Regions from separate parts of the Mus musculus genome. Here all the other regions are linked to region 3. Evidence: chromatin contacts called from public Hi-C and promoter capture Hi-C data. All regions are on one chromosome and are shown on one strand. The core of a region is the stretch at or near the end of the contact, and the rest is flanking DNA. Distances in the headings are between cores, read along the strand shown.

Region 1 (3,013 bases), core at 40-2,539, 2.5 Mb before region 3:
ATTAGACACCCCCAACCCCCAGGTTCAAGCAGTTTACCCTCTTAGTGGGGCCATCTTGCAAATGAACAACCCATTCTCCAGCAGAGCAAGAAAATGGTAATAAAAGGGTAAGTCGAGTTCTGGGAGGGAATACTGGACAGATACATGGTTGGTTCCTCTAGGCTCCTGCGGGACCTTTCTCTTGGAAGTGCCCAAGTGGAGGTGTGAGAGATTTGGACCTTGTACCAGGTGAAGGGAGGTGGGGGTGGGGAGACGCAAATTTCTGGAAGCAAGAACAGAGTGAGTGGCTGTGGGAAATCTGACAGTTCACTAAAAACCTCCCAGCCCATCTGCTCAACTTTCCAGCCAGGTCTTGATCTAGTAATCACACTGCCTAGTGGCTTTGCACTCAAGAAGAAACAGGCCAGCACTGCCCTCTCTGTCACTGAAGCTCTGCCCTTCAAGTCTCCTGTCTTCTGGTCGGTCATTCAGGGAGTATTTATGAACGCCCGATCTTTGCAGGCACTCTGTTAACAGCAGTCTCAATGGTGCTTCCACTCTTCAGGAGGTTTTGAGCCACTAAAGATAGACCATGGGGGAGCAATTCAGGAGTGCTGCAAGCTGACACGTAAGGTGTTAACGACCCTTTCAGGACCCATAAGCTTTGCTGTCCGCTGCTCACTGGGGCCTCCAGGCCCTACCTGCTGGTCCTCTCGGAAGGATGACCCAGTGTTCTATTAACTGCCCGGAATGTCTCCTCCCCTCGCTCAAGGCCACTGCCCTTCTCCGGCCAGCTCCAACACCGCGTCCTTCTCGCGTGGCCACACTCATCTGCGCGCAGCTCCGCCGAGGGGGCTGACGCGCGCGCGCGCGGCCAGGCAGCTCCTGGGGGCAGACGCCATCCAGCCTCCTCGGCGCCTGGTGACTACCCTAGAGCAATCCTCTCCCTAAGAGATCCCCACACTCCGGCCAGAGAGCGCACGCCCGGGGTGACAGCTCGGCACACACGTGGGCGCAGCCTGGAAACCGCGGGAATCCTAACCCATGGGGACCAGAGGGAACGGTCTGCTGGAAGACCTCGGTCGAGGGATCTTGCTCCCCGTCCGCACCCCTCTCTGAGCCCCAGAGGGGACGGGCGGGGACAAGCCCTGGCGGGGCCGCGCGCTTCCATCGCCACTGCCAAGGTCCTCGCAGTGGCGCGGGGTGGCCGGAGGAGGGGCCGAGGGCGGGGCGGTCGTAGCCTCCACCACTCCCGGGCCCCCCCGGTGGCGGAGCGCCGCCTCCCCGGCCGTCCTCCCCCACCGCGCGCACTCTGCCCGCCCCGGAGCCTCGCCCTCCGCCACGATGAGCAAATGAGCGCGAGCGAGGGCATGAAATTTCAATTCCACTCTGGGGAGAAAGTGCTGTGCTTCGAGCCTGACCCTACCAAGGCGCGAGTGCTGTACGATGCCAAGGTGCCGCCGCGGGGGGAACAGGGAGGAGATGCGGGACTGGGTTCGAGGGATGGGAGGCAAAGGGGCCAGCGGAGGACAAGTGGCCTGGAGTCCTGGACAGCCACCAGGGCGCGCCTTGGCCTGCGTGGAGCGGCCCGGGACTACAGGGGACGCTGGCGAGACGTGCTGGGCGCGCGACTTCCCTAACTAGAAAGGACCCGTGATGCTTCCGCTTCCGGCCGTGTCGCGTCGCTTACGCGCGGTTGCTAGGCCAGGGTGGCGGTTTGAGCGCTGGGCGCCAATCCCGGCGACCGGTGTAGGAGGACTGTCGCCTGAGGCCTCTGCTTTTGTAACGAATCTGTCCTTGTCCCACGCGGCTTCTCGCCACATGGGCTCAGTAGAGGACACCTTGACCAGTTTCCCCACCCACATCTTCAACCTGGTCCTCAATTATTCCCAGCTGTCAGTCCCGAACCCTGGTCAAATTTAGGATTGTAGTCCTGCTGGGGGGGAAGGGAGGGGCTCAAGGTTGCTCTGTTGCTTTCTAAAGGATTGGTGGGAGGCGAACAGAGCTAGGAAAGAATCGCATCTCGCCTGTATCCAGCTTGGTCAGCCCAGGCTGAGCTATATCTTGCGGTTGTCAGTTTTTAAGTGGAGGACTGGGCACCTAAGTGCTCCAGAGCCCAAAGAAGGTAAAAATTCAGCGCGCTGGGGGTCGGGGCGAGCATCGGTGTTTCCAGCCACCAAGGTGAAGTCCTTGGTGGCAGAGACAACTCGGAGCAGCACCAGGTGTGTTTTTAGCCATGTTTCAGCAGTGCTGTCCAGTGGAACACCCCAAGGTCTGTGCTGGATTATGTATCTTTGGTTCTTCCTGAAACCCTTAACTCTGTTTACCTCCTATTGCTATCCCTCCAGCTTGCTCTATCGCTAGGAGATGGAAGGATATACGTTTCATTTGTACCAGCTATCACCTTAGGGAATGCATGGCTATTAAGGGGAGGGGAAGGGTTGTGGAAGTCTCTGGCTAGCTAGGCAAGACACTGGACAAGGCAAGGCCCAGGTGACTACAACTCCCAGAGGTCTCAGGGCTGTTCTCTCTAGTCTGGGCCCTTCGCTAATGACAAATCTACCGACCAATGACTTCAGAAGTTTCACCCGGTCTCAAACTCAAGAGACCAATCCTGGGTTGGTTGGACGGATGTTTCCTATTTTGAGGCAACCACTCGGGCAGAAGAGGAAAAAAAATGTTGAAGAATGTTACGACCCAGCTCTCGATCTAAAGGGGGGAGGGATGAGTACTTTCTTATTTCTTTAAGAAGGGACTGTGATCTAGTTCTTTTTACCAAACTTATAGTAATTTTCGGTTTGCTGTGCCACGCGTGAGTAGTATTTCCTGGTTTCAGATCATCGATGTTATTATCGGGAAAGACGAAAAGGGCAGAAAGATTCCAGAATATCTGATACATTTTAATGGTTGGAACAGAAGGTCAGTGAACTTGTTACAGTTAGACTTAATCGCCTTTGTAGCAAGATAATTTTGTAACTTTAAGTTTTAGAAACACTTGTAGAAAAGTTTAATTTCCTGCTTCTGCTTTGTTTGG
Region 2 (3,113 bases), core at 223-2,722, 2.3 Mb after region 3:
AGGCATGTATTTTATAATTCAACTGGTAAAAGCGAGCTGTATTGTAAAGCTAATTTGAAGGTAAAATTTGGATAGGTGTTTTGTTTTAACCTTTTTAAGTTCCTTTAACAGTGACAGTGCAAGTAAGATCCACCCAAGGGCGATTCTTAATATTCACCACACAACCTTAAATTTGAACACCCGGAGGAGGAATTTACGTAACTAATATAAAATCAAATTGGCTCTAGACAGGAAATCCACCTCGCAATATCCCAAAAAGGCATCAAGAAAACATCCGGATATTTATGGCGTAGCCATTTAACTTTAATAAAGTTAAAATTGGCTATTACCCCACACAACACTATATAATTCATTGAGAGCAAAGTGCCACCCTTGTAAGTCCTGAAGACAGCGGCATCGAAAAGAACGGCATCGAAAGAACTGGACATTGAACGCAAACCGTTATCAGAACTTGGGGAAGGGACCGATCGGTTTTCTTAAATCTTGACCAGGAGAGATGGTTTGCTAATGACTGGGGTGTGCTCTAGGCTATCTGTAGCGGGGTCCAGTATCCGCCCTACCACTTTGGAGGACGAAGAAACCAAGCATTTTCCTCAAAACAAATGATGTGCTAACATGGGACGAAACCCGCGGCACAAGTATTCCTTTTCCCTCGCTTTGATTTTTGCCGCAAATCCCGGGACAACAATTTCTCCAGATTGGTATTAAAACAAAAACAAAACAAAACAAAACAAAAAACCCAACAATGAGCTCAGCCTTGGAGTGGGCTCTGGTCCAGCATCCCTGGGGTCCCGCAGTCTCGGACGCCTCCCCTCCTCCCGGGACTACACTCCATCAGTACCCAAAGCTGGGCGAGGTGACCGGCAAGGAGTGGAGCAGAGACAATGGCATCCGCTGGCCCGCCAGGGGCGCCAAGTCCTCGGTCGCCGTCACCCCAGCCCCTCCCCAAAACGCCCCGTCAAACTTGAGGCGATCAGCGAACCACAGGTGCCGCGGGGTCCCCGCGGAACCTAGGACCGGTTCCCCTGCATCACCGGCGCGCTGCCGAGTGGAGAGCGGAGCGCTACCGCCGGCAGAAGTGAGTTTCGGGGCGCGGCGCCCCGGGAGGACTCGGGGTGGGGTCGTCGGGGCGCTCACGGGGCGGCGGGGGGCGCGTCCCAGCCATCACTCCCTCTTTCCATCCCTGCCAGCTCAGCGGACTCCTTCAGCACTTACGGCGGCGGCGGGCCGCGGACGCGGCGGAGCTGGGCTGGCCGCGGAGACTGAGGCGCCGGCAGCTGCTGAGGGGAAGCCCCCGTCGCCGTGCTGTGGAAGGGAAGCCGTGGTGCCGCGGGGAGGGGACCCGTCTGGTGGAGGGCAGGCTTAGGCTGCGAGGGTAGGGCGAGCCGACAGATCCCGCCCTGGAGGCTGGACGGAGGAGGAGCCCGGGCTGCGGCGAGCGGAGAGGCGGACCGGAGACCGCGCGCCAAGCTGCCGAGGGGGCGCCAACCGCCTCTAGAGTGAGCGCTGTTGCCGGCAAGAACGAGAAGCCGATTGGTCAAATAACCGCAGGGTAGGCGTGGCGAGGGCCGGAAGTCTGGCCACGTGACCCGGAAGCGGCCTAGGCTGTGGCCAGCGCGCTTGCGTACTTCGGGCTGTGCTGCCGGGACGCGGCGCGCGCGGCTGTCCTGGCTCCTTCCGTGGCAGGGTGATGGGGCTCCGCGGCGCCCTTAGCTGACCCCGTGGTGCAGGCTAAAGGATGGTCCGCACCGCAAAGGGGCTGATTCCGAGCGCCAGTGACTCCGTGGGTCTCCAGAGGGTTGGGCGGGGAGGTGTGACAGTCGGCGATGATGGTGGGAGCCAAGGACAGGAGTGCTGCAACTCAGGGGAAAACAAGTCAGCGCTGTCGCGGTGCTCGTGCCCGCGTTTGCAGGGAGGCCCCTCCTTTCCAGCCCCAGCTAACCTAGACATTTCTCGCCACAAGCTTTGCTAGAGCCTCTCTTCAGGGCTTGCTTCCCCCAGCAGTGCGGCGGACTGGAGGAGTTGTAGTCCGCTCTCTGCTGCAAAAAAAAAAAAAAAAAAAAAAAAAAAAAAAAAAAAATCCAGACAGCGCTTAGTCCTTTTAGATCCCGCTTCCTTCTCACGGTCTCGCCCGCACCTTCCCCATCCCGGGTTCCAGTTTAGCCTTGGCTGATGACTCGCTCGCCTTGGCATGTCCTTCCTCTAATGTCACATCTATAAAGCCTCACCCTAAAGCCCCGGAACAACGAATTCCTCTTTTACCCACATGCTTCTGTTTAGCGCACCTTGGATTTTATTCGTTTAACAACCTAGTTCTCTGCCTGGTTTTAACACTACTGATAAATGTGAGTTGTCTAATAAAATTATAAAATGATGATAGACTTGTTAAAAAGCTGAAATGTTGACTTAGTCTGGGCGTATGATGGATGTCTGTGTTTTATTTGAATGGTGGAATGGATGGATCATCGAGTTCAACTCATCTTTTATAGATAAGGGGAATGGAGATCCACAGGATTAGGTGACCTTGCTTGGACAGCCATGGATTTCCCCTGTCAAATGCTACTCATTACTACTGTCACCTCTGTCCCTACAACAAAAGCCAGAACAGAGTATTCATTGGGCATGCCTTTCTTTGCAGAGATTACTAAACAGGAATTGTAAATTAACTAATGTAAGAAAAAAAAGATGCTACACTTTTAGCGAAGCTGTGTTTACTTAATGTAAAGAACCCCCTTATTAGACATCAATGTTCATTTTTATGTCTTAGAGTGCCAATGTAATAGGATCTTATACGTTAGGAATTTGAGGTCATTTTGTATATGCTTTTGTTTAGCAAAAATAAAACTAGAATACTTTCCCCTTTTCAGCAATACTATGCTGCTTGGAAAGTTTCCTACAAACGTGTGTGAGTGAAATATACTGGAGTATTAAAGTGGTCAATAGAAAGCAGAATTGGCTTTTGGTAGGTCTTTAGGTCCCCGGCCCAAATTTCTCTGTTTATTGTTGAAACATGCCTCTAAAATGCCAATGTACTTTCTCACAAGAAACAGATGTCATTAGCCAGTTCAAAGATAGCAATGATATTACACAATGAAAAACGGCCTTCTAATTCT
Region 3 (2,924 bases), core at 114-2,613:
CAATCAGTAAGAAGTTCCAAATGTCTAAATATATTAATATATTTCCAGTTCATCTGGCCTTAAATGTTACAGTCTGCATCTGATTGTCCAAGTGCTTTATGAGTGGATTTCCCAACATAAAGAAGTAATTCTGAGAGTTCTATAGTGTGCTTGAGAACTCTTATCTAACCTCTAGCTATGTTTAATTTCCTGCCATCCTTCTTATCTTAACTTCTCCTTAAACGCTGGACTTGAAGAAACACCAATAAGCCTCTGCCATCTGTAAAACAGTTTCACGATGGAAACGCCTGCCTCTCTGCAACTTGGGTTGATTTTTCCCCCCAGCCCAGCAGTCAACAGAAGGGATCATACACTTTACTGTGAACTTGCACGTGTTAGATTTACCCAAAGCATATACACATGGTTTCTCTTTCCACTGCCATCCCAAAGACACTGTTATCTTGACGAATCATGCTAGCATAAATTGTACTTTCAAACAGTATCACAATCTCACAATTCATAGAGGCTTTGTGTCTGTAACTTTTAGTCTTAAGATTTTGAGTAATGTTCTGGCTTTTAGTTAAAAAACAACAACAAAACAAAAACCAACAAACAACCCCCCCCAAGCAAATAAAAACCCCAACAACAGTGGAGTCCAGAGCCTAATTTGTGCAACGAGTTTGTAACAATCATTTCAGAAAAAAAAAGGGAAAATGGTTCAGAACTCTGGCTACCCACAGCAACTGTCAAATGTTCTTAAGATAACATCAACTAAGAATTCTGACCTACAGAACTCAAAAGTTGCAAGGGGGGCGGGGGAGAAACTCAGGTTTTTGTTGTTTTGTTTTTGTAAATGAGCCAGTAGCTTAGACATCTCTGCAGAAACGTGTCCTGACAGACTTCCTGCAACATTGTGATCCACAGCACGTTTGAATTACACTGTGAGTTAAAACAAAACAAAACAAACAAAAACCCCAAACCTTCCCATGCTTGAGCCTCACTTCTCAAGATCTGAACTGGAATAGTCTGAGGTGGGGGCCTGGGAACAGAATTCTCAGCAGGCACCCAAGGATTAGGAAGCACATAGGGCTTGAGAGCATAAATTAGAACTAGTTTTAACAGTCTGTCAGGGGTTGGGACTCTCACGGGTCTAGGCAACCTCCTCGTGCTGCCGGGTGATGGTAATTAAAGCCACAGCATGAGCGCCAAGCCAGTACTCCAAGCTTCAGGAGTCCGCCACGCTATTCCCTTACTCCCCAAAAGCAACCCATCAGCCCCCGAAGTCACCTCGTGGGCACGCAGCTGGCAGATCTCGGGCGGTGGGCAACAACGGACCTAGCTCTGGTGGTGGGGAGGAGGAAGGGGCGGGAGAAGTGGGGGAGTGACACAAGGAGAGCGGGAGGCTCGGGTTGCCTGGGCAACAAGGAGCTCGCTTCCGGTACGGGGCTTGAAAGACGGAAGTCCCGCCTTATCCGTGACGTAACGTCGTGTCAGTGGCTACACAGAGTCAAGGGCGGCACAGGAAGCGAATTCGTTTGTTTGGGCGGTCCCGGCAGCTAGCTATTGGGCACTAGGGGATCAGAACTGAATTGCACCCTCAGCTTTCGGTTATTATTATTATTATTTCTTCTTTAGCTTTTACTTTCTTTTCACTTTCTTAACTAAAATGGAAGGTGAGAAATTGTTTTGAAAATACAGATTCACTCAGATCTGTGTCAGCTTGACATTTATGAACCTTAATTTGTACCTAGTGTTTCTGTCATTATAATCGTCAGCAGTACATGCCCTTCTAGAGTTGCACAAGAGTCCTTAGTAACCAAAGATGAACTACTAGAAGGCCAAGTGGGCTTATTTGGCAAAATGTGCCATATTTTGCAGGAATTTATTACTAGGAAAACCAGATTTGGACCAGATGCATGGTTATTCCAAAAAGTGAAAATAGGAAACAATTTAAATGCCAAAGGCTAAGATAATTAGGCAATGTCAGTAGTGGGACATTATTACCTTATCATTCCTGTAATATTGGTGAATCAAAGTAGTATAAAAGAATATTTAGCAAACATATACCAGATGTCTACTATATGCTAAGTATCTGCAGTGTCTTGTAGCTTCAAGGCACACGTGATTTTGAGGTACTTAAATGTGAGAATTTTCGATGTGCTTAACTAAATTCCACAGTACATTTTAAAGAGTTAATATTGAAAAAAAAATACGTGAACTGTCTAGTTGTTGTTGACACTGTCTCACTTTCAGCTGGGTCGAAGGTCATCATCTTGCCCTGGCTGGTTTGAATTCCCAGAGATCCACCGGTCTCTTGACTGTTGGGATTACAGGCACGCGTATCAACAAGCCTGCCTTAACTAACTCACATTTTAAGCAATCTTAACCTGGCAGTGGTGTAGCTTCATTGATAGAATGTTTGTCCAGCATGAATGATGCGCTGGATCATTCCTTTATAACATCTCACATCTGGGCATATTGGCGCATCTGTAATCCTAGAATTCTGGGCATGGAAGCAAGGTTGTTGTGGCTACACAGTGAATCTGAGGTCAACCTGGGATGCATGAAGCTGTTTGAGGAAAAAAAAAATCCTTGCCTTAGGGAAGGAGAATTTACCTTAAATGAAGAGTAAAATGAATTCCATGTACATATTTTAATATTTATGTACATATTTTAATAATATGTACATATTTATTAATCTGTTCAATAGAACATGAAATTATATATGTGGCATAAATTATAATTCTAAAGGAGAGTAATATTTTACTTAGTGAATATACACTGGTAAACACAGTTTTTTTACTTCACAAAATTGACAATTGGTTGGGTAGAGATCATAGACAGTCAATGCAAGTGTAATTATGTTTTTCATTTGTTTGTTTAGAAAGAGTCTCATGTAGCCCGTGCAGAACTCCTATTTCCCAGGTGCGAGAATATTCATTACC

Evidence for each region. Promoter capture Hi-C pulls out the DNA fragments that hold promoters and counts their contacts. A called contact is a pair of places that touch in the nucleus more often than the background predicts.
Region 1: a Hi-C map of CD8 T cells shows a contact between it and region 3, with 6 times the contacts expected there. The contact joins the promoter of Msl3 here to the promoter of Gemin8 in region 3. A contact is called at or near these places in 2 of 39 promoter capture datasets (erythroid cells and pre-B cells), 2 of 484 Hi-C or Micro-C datasets (CD4 T cells and CD8 T cells), 2 of 115 datasets of contacts at active chromatin or transcription factors (astrocytes and double positive thymocytes) and 2 of 9 other capture datasets (adipose tissue and liver).
Region 2: a contact with region 3 is called in a promoter capture Hi-C map of erythroid cells, with 4 times the contacts expected there. The contact joins the promoter of Ap1s2 here to the promoter of Gemin8 in region 3. A contact is called at or near these places in 2 of 39 promoter capture datasets (erythroid cells and hippocampal neurons).

What each region holds. Positions count from the first base shown.
Region 1 is chrX:168,672,148-168,675,160 of GRCm38.p6, reverse strand. Msl3 (MSL complex subunit 3) reads left to right here and starts at 1,289. Exons shown (of 13, transcript NM_001370791.1): 1 at 1,289-1,433; 2 at 2,816-2,898. The coding sequence starts at 1,332.
Region 2 is chrX:163,907,376-163,910,488 of GRCm38.p6, reverse strand. Ap1s2 (adaptor-related protein complex 1, sigma 2 subunit) reads right to left here and starts at 1,472. Exons shown (of 6, transcript NM_001290379.1): 1 at 1,216-1,472. It overlaps Gm52456 (predicted gene, 52456), which reads left to right and starts at 958. Exons shown (of 2, transcript NR_165469.1): 1 at 958-1,078; 2 at 1,191-2,379.
Region 3 is chrX:166,168,893-166,171,816 of GRCm38.p6, reverse strand. Gemin8 (gem nuclear organelle associated protein 8) reads right to left here and starts at 1,363. Exons shown (of 4, transcript NM_146238.4): 1 at 1,267-1,363.